Regions from separate parts of the Mus musculus genome. Here region 1 is linked to region 2. The links are chromatin contacts, called in public promoter capture Hi-C maps. All regions are on one chromosome and are shown on one strand. Each heading gives the region's core, a stretch centred on a gene start, on an enhancer-like site or on the middle of the called end of the contact. The rest is flanking DNA. Distances are from core to core; before and after follow the strand shown.

Evidence for each region. Capture Hi-C pulls out chosen DNA fragments and counts their contacts.
Region 1: a promoter capture Hi-C map of adipose tissue shows a contact between it and region 2. The contact joins two enhancer-like sites. A contact is called at or near these places in 3 of 115 datasets of contacts at active chromatin or transcription factors (embryonic midbrain, embryonic stem cells and pancreatic cancer cells) and 2 of 9 other capture datasets (adipose tissue and pancreatic islet).

Annotation. Positions count from the first base shown.
Region 1 is chr7:68,142,732-68,146,176 of GRCm38.p6, reverse strand. All of the region lies in intron 2 of Igf1r (insulin-like growth factor I receptor), which reads right to left. Gm51487 (a long non-coding RNA gene) reads left to right here. Exons shown (of 2, transcript XR_003946794.1): 2 at 1-3,445. Among named protein-coding and RNA genes, the nearest start is that of Gm51488, 7.3 kb to the right of the region's middle. Within about 2 kb of position 1,661, at least 37 of the 459 cell types and tissues checked have an H3K27ac peak or open chromatin away from gene starts, as enhancers often do. A contact at or near this core is called in adipose tissue, where this site is marked.
Region 2 is chr7:67,739,470-67,743,027 of GRCm38.p6, reverse strand. All of the region lies in intron 2 of Synm (synemin, intermediate filament protein), which reads left to right. Among named protein-coding and RNA genes, the nearest start is that of Synm, 18 kb to the left of the region's middle. Within about 2 kb of position 1,952, at least 102 of the 459 cell types and tissues checked have an H3K27ac peak or open chromatin away from gene starts, as enhancers often do. A contact at or near this core is called in adipose tissue, where this site is marked.

The sequences.
Region 1 (3,445 bases), core at 412-2,911, 400 kb before region 2:
CCAGAACTCCCTGAAGGTTCAATGGTGATGGTGGTTTGGTTTTGTGCAGTTCTAGGAATGTACAGAGACACAGGCTGACCACTGAGGTCATGTGGGGATTAACACTTCATCAGGTACAGGAGCTGTAGCTCAGGGGCAGTGTGCTTGCCTAGCATGCTTGCAGCCCTGGTTCCAACCCCCAGGAACGCTAAAACAGAGAAAACACGTAAATAACATGTCTGCCAGGTAGCAAGCTATTCCAAGACAAGGAAGGAGACTTCTGTGTTTCGAAAAATCTGTTTTGAAACACAAAGAGAGACTGGGACTGTGGCTCAGTTAGTGTAGTGCTTATCTCTATCCGAGAAGTCCTGGGTTCAATTCCCAGCACCGTTTAAATGGGGCATGGTAATAGAGGCCTCTAATCCCAGTCCCTGGAGATAGTGGCAGGGGGACTCCAAGTTCAAAGTTACTCCTGGCTATATAGTGAAGAATGCAAGGCAGACTAGACTGGGCTACATGAGACTCTGTTTTAAAAAGGGAGGAAGAATCCTTCCAATACATAACTTTACTCAACTTTGCTTCAGCTTACATTATAAACGCTGGTGTTAGCATAGATACAGAAGCTCTTTCCTGTGTGGTGATGAATCATTACTCACAACCAAACCAAGTGAGGAAGCAGGGCCCCTTAATATTAATTACGGGATTCAGACAGAGGTAGTTAGAGAACTGTATAATGGTAACACCCAAAACTGGGTTGAGTACCCCAAATACTCAAAAGAAACAGACAATGCTAACCTGGGAGATTAGAAATGATTCTGCAACTAGTTCCCTGCTGCATGTGCAGCTGGAGGCCCCCACAAGTTGGAGGCTTGGTGGGAGACTGAGAAAGCATTTGCTATTCGTTTTCTAGGTCCAAGGCATTTCTTCCAGGATCCATGGGCTGGACTAGATGGAGCAAGTGCAGGCTTAAGAAGCACAGGTACTGTCCACACACTCCTGATCATCAAGATGGGGAGGGTATCCAGCTTGTTGGCTGGTCACTAGAACATCCAGTTCTCCTTCCATTTGTACCACTACTATCTAGGACTCACTGATCTTCAGTCACAGGAAAAGGTCATCTATAGCCAGTGGCCAGAGATAGCCTTTTATGCTTGCTGCACGACACAGTCAGGGCAGTATTCCAGGAATGCACAGACAGCCTGCTCAGCTTCTCTCACTTCCCCTCTCATAGCCCAGATCGAGGAAGATGGATTCACCCATCCTGTCAACAAAGACTGCCAGAATCTCCTGTAGTTGCAGGTATACAATTGTGAGTTGCTATTTAGGTTATGGAAGGGCTGTGGCATGCCAACAGATAATGTGTGGCTACATGGAGGTAGGCATGGGAAGGGGCAAATACACACACACACATATGCACACACACAAACGGAACACATACATAGACACGCACACACACATAAACACAAACATGCACAAAGGCTCACACACACACATACACACTCACACACATAAACACAAACACACACGTGCTCACATATACACACACATGCATGTACACACACTCATGCATACACAAACACACATAAACACACACATATATACCCTACTTCTGTACATGTGTAGTCCTGACTCAGGACCTTGGGACCTGCTGCTCATTCAGCATATGCCGCTTTCTGTTCTCCACAGACATCCTGCAGATGTCCCAGTGACCTGCCTGCCGCCTGCCTTCCCTGTCTTTGAGGTGGTGACAACTCCTGCCACCCCAACATTTTATGTCACAGCTTCCTCTTCAGCTGACTTGAAAGCTTTATTTTGTTCAAGGTCTACCGAGCAACCAAGAAAGAAGAGCTAGTGTTTCACGGGTACAGGGTGGAGTGTTCTGGGGATAGGTCAGTCATCGTTTCCCTTTTAGGGAGACTTGGATCGGTGTTAATGAACTACTCACAGGAACTGGCCAGAATCAGAGCCCTTGAATTTTATGCACTGGTCCAGGGAGGTCCTGAGAGAGTGGATGCAGAGTGCACTGCCTTTTTTCTGCCTTTGCTTGGAATCCCAGAGGAGCCAGATTCCAGGAAGGAAGTGGGGCAGGGAGGCAGCAGGGTATAACGAACAAACAGAAAAACAAAACAACAACAACAACAACAACAACCACCCTCAAACCTGGTCTGGCTCAGCGGGTAAGAGCACTGACTGCTTTTCTGAAAGCCCCAAGTTCAAATCCCAGCAACCACATGGTGGCTTACAACCACCCATAATGAGATCCGATGCCCTCTTCTGGTGCTTCTGAAGTCAGCTACAGTGTACTCAGTATAATAATAAATAAGTCTCTGGGCCAGAGCAAGCAGAGTTCCTAAAATTCAATTCCCAACAACCACATGAAGGTTCACAACCATCAGTAAATCCATCCATCCATCCATCCATCCATCCATCCATCCATCCATCCATCCATCCATCCATCTTCCAAAAAAAAAAAAAAGCCAAAACCAAAGGCATGGCCACAGAAACAATGTGTGCCTATTGCTATTAGTAACAAGGTACCTTCTTCCATTTGGGCTGTGTGCGGCTTCATGGTAGTTTACCCTGTGCTGCCTGTGTTCATTTCCACAGGGACCCCAGGATGGCAGGAAGACCTGCAGCCTTCTCACCTTCAGAACCAGAGCCAAGAACACAGAGCAAATGTCATGAATGGTCAGAGTCACACAGCCTGCAGGAGGCAAAGCTGGAATTCTAAGTGGCTGAGCCTTGAGGTCTCAAAGTTTGTGACCAATACACTGTGGTGGACCTGCCCCGGTTCCAGAGTCACTGGAAATATTCTCATAGCAAGCAGGAAGATCTCAGGGACAGCAGACGTAGTTCTAAATGGGCATGTCTTGCTAGAAGGCACAGCTGATGTGCCTTTTCCAGTAAGCATTACAAGAAGCCCATTTCCATGGTTGAAAAATGCAAAGGATTATTCTGAGCCATCCCGATGATAAAGAGGACAACAATTTGCCTTTAAAAAAAAAATGGAAGCTGGGCACAGTAGCACTCTTCTGTAGTCTCAGAACTTAAGATGGCTGAGGAAGAGGAGGACTTGGGAAGAGGAGTTCAAAGGCTGGCAGGGGAAAACACATCAAGACCTTGTTTCAGATCCACAACGTAAGCAAACCAGAAGGTGGTGGCAAACCTGGCGGCGACGCTTAGGACATCTAAATACTCAATTATTTCTACTTCAAACAGTGTAATTCGTACAAACTGGTAGAGCACAGAAGCAGAAGAACATTAAACACAGGATTTAATAATGGATATGTGCACACACATATACACTGTTGAAGAGCTTGTCGTCTGAAAGTTTCTATGAATTAAATATTTGTTCATTAACTACTCGAGTTCACTTGCAAGGCATGCCAGGCGCCAAGGGAGAGCACAGAAGTGCACAAGGCCTTCCACACAAAGACCAGGAAAGGAGATGTGCACATAGATAATG
Region 2 (3,558 bases), core at 703-3,202:
AGCTACACTGTGAGACTCCATCCAAAAAAACAAACAAAAGTAAGTGAAGACAATGTATTTGGGTGCTACCTAGATTTAAAAAACAAACAAAACAAAACAAGACAAGACAAAACCCTTCCTTTCCCCCTTTGACTGACTTCATTAGCTGAAAATGTCTTTTCTTCAAGGCCACAGAAGGAGGATAATATCTATCAAGCACTTATTTAGTGACAGCCATTCTTCTATGAATGATCTACTGCTTACTTAATTGCCATCGCAAACCTAAGCGCTCTCCCCATTTCAGAAATGCAGACAGTAAGTCCCACCTGGTCACGATGGCCTGCAGAGGCTTATGGAACTCGGTTGTGTCATGCCCAGGATTTGAGTCAAGGCCACCGGCCTCCAGCACTTGCTGTACGGCCCACTGTCAGTGGTTCTGTCCTGTCCTGTCCTCCTGTTCTGTCAGCATCCTTTGCTTGTCTGCTAATTACATCACTTCGTTCAGTCTTCTGGTATTGGTCTGAAGTTGGCCTTTGGAATACCATTTAGAGATGATCATAAAAAGAATGACCACAGGTGGCTAGCACTGTCTCTTCCCCTTCCCCCCCTTTCCACATCCTGGACATTTGTGTAACTATGCATCTCCTGTGAGTGGAATTCAGCTTGTCTCCTGGCTATGGATCGGTGTCCAGGGGGACCCACGTTATCCTCTTTCTGTGAAGCTCAGCTATGCGCAGTAGGCAGGCTGAAGGGTGCATCTCAGAGGGACTGTGGCTCTGGTTTCTTCTCCCCAAGTTCCACACCTGCTTGGAAGCACAATGTGAAACATCCAAAGACCCTTGGACCATGGCGGGCTCTTCACAGGTGTCACTTCTGGAAGTGTCCCCTTCCGTCCCCCTCCCTGGTCTTGTCCTTAGTTATAGAAGATGCACTGCTCATCAGCCTTGTGCCCGCAGTGCTGAGCATTAGCGGATATGCCCTGAAATTCATTTGCATCATCTGTCCCAGACAGGCACCCCCATCACTGGCTGGTTGGGATGCTGGGTGGCCCATTAGGGCCTGGAGTGGGGCCAGAGGGCCAGACATTACAGCTCACTTCCACGTCATAGAGTTGTGTGAAGCTCCTAATGAGGCCAGGGACTGGTCTCCCTCTTGTTTGCCTATTTTCCTGTTAGAGAGCTGTGTGAAGTACTCTCTAATAGCCAGTGACTCAGGGGGTTGGCATTCTCACAGTCTTGGTGGCCTGGAGGCAGCGTTCCTTCCTTGCTCTTAAAATAACCAGGTTTGGTGGGAGCCTCGAAGAGTTTGCTCCGTTTCTTAAAGTTGTACAACCTCGTCCCATCCCTTCAGCTGTGCTTTGAAGGTGTCACAGGAACTCACCCTATCAGTTTAGTCTTGTGCTTTGCCGTATTAGTCTCTAGAACTGTGTGGGTAGGGCAGGGTTCAGTGCTGTCACAGAAGGGCATGTGCTTCCTTATCGTGAATGGAGAACCCAGGGGACAGATGCCCATTTCAGGCTCTGTGGTGGGTGCTTGGGCTCTGCAAGATGGCACGTGTGCCTGCCTTCTAGGACCCAGCCAGTGACTGGGGCACAGATGGGGGATTCACACGGGAGGGCACACATGGGGGAAGTTGGGATGGGATTGCTGAGTGGTTGAATTTGCTTTTATGAGTGTTATATGGAGGGTCTAGTGGCAGAATGTGTGTGTGTGTTCTGACATTTGCATGTAATGTCACCATCCCTGTCTCACGGGGAAGTGACTGGAGAGTGAGGGCCTGGGAGAGGGCCACCTGGGCTCAAGGTTCTGTCTTTGGGTAATCTGCGGGCTTTTGACTAAGGCACTGTCTTCATGCTGGCCTTGTGTCCTCAGACAAGGAGCTGGGCAAGACTCGGTGCTCTGGGCCACATGAGTAAGTGGATACGGGAGGCAAAACTGTTGTGTTCGGTGCTGGCCTGACTACAGTAAAGCTGGATAAGGCTTTGGATTTCCCCTGGAAGTGAGACAGAGCCATTCTCCTTTGAGGGGTGGAGAAAGGCATAGCTTTCTCCAGTCATTGGTCCCCCGGGCCCATCCACAACATTTTCTGCTGACCTGAACTCCCGAAAGGTTTCATATGTCCTGAGTCTGGCAGCCTGAGTCTAAGTCTGGCCCTGTGGCATGTGAAACTTATAGGGTCTAAACTTGGCTTAATCCCCAGGCCCTGCTCTGGCTCTCAGCTATAGAATGTTGCTCTGCTGCACAAACCCCAGGTTATTGACCTGAAGTCCATTCGCCCCAGAACATTCTCCTTTTATAAAGACCTCAGAGCTTTTTTTTTTTTTTTTTTTTTTTTTTTGATGATGGAAGCTGTTTGTGTTCCTGGAAGCTAAACTGCTTGGTCATGAGGGTGTGGGATTAATGGATTGGTGTCCTGTTTCCTGGCCTTCATCCTGAGTGGAAGGGCTTTAGCTCTGGCCTTGGTCTTCTTGTCTCTCCACACATGTGTATTTCAGTGGCTGCTTCTGTGGGTAGGCCACCGGTATGTGCCTGGGACGAATCCCTTATGCCCCCTTTGTTTTCTTCCAGTGGACAGAGGGCTCTCATTGCCACATTTAACTCAGTGGACATAAGCCTTGCTGTAGTTCCCCCATACTGCCAAGCCCAGCTGAGACCTGGGCTCCCCGCTCCATTTCGCTGCTGGCCCTGGGTGCTGACATCAGCAGTTCCAAGTGGGCTGTGGTTCTCGGCAGCCTTGCTATGTATGCTACCCCTCTGGGAGTTAGGGTTAGTGACTTCACGTGTTGCTCTAGCAACCCCATAACTGTTTCATCTGCAATCTCTAGTAGTCCTGTAGGTTGTTGGAAGTGACCAGCTGGTTGGCACCCCACTGATAACCCTCACCCCCAGCCTGTTATTCTATCTGGGCCCCACCCCACGCCCTCTTCAGTGCCTGTCTGAAGTGGTGGATGCAAAAGACAACTTAATAAAGACTAAAATTTTAGAAATTTGGAGCTATACCTAGCAGAGTACTTTCAACCCCGTGTTATTAAGGGAGGCAAAAGATGCCAGGTGAAGTGGTATGCCCATGGGGGTGCTGGTCTATATGCTTGCCTTCATCTCTGAGATGTTCATATAGGTTTACAGATATAGCTCTGTGGCAAAGAAGTCACCTAGCATATATGTGGTCCTAGGATTGAAGTGTGTGTGTGTGTGTATGTATGTATGTATATGGTGTGTATATATATATGTGTATGTATGTATGTATATATATATATATATATATATATATATATATATATAAAAATGAGCAACACCAGCTTCCACCCAGCCTCCTGTTTACAAATAGTGTCTGTTCTGCTTTCCATAGACACCCCTTCTGTGTGAATGTGTGTATATCAGGGTGCTCAGGTGTTCTGGGGCCCTACAGCTTGAGTGAAATGCTGGCCCAGGTCTCTCTCTGCTGCTCAGGAAGCTAGGTCCTGACCTGCCTTTCTCTGCCAATCTCCCCAGCATTCCTTGGTGTGTTCCCCTTTCTGCCTTGGGCAGGAAAGGTTTTCTTTTCTCTTTTGGGGGACTTGGGGGACTTCCGAGAAAGACT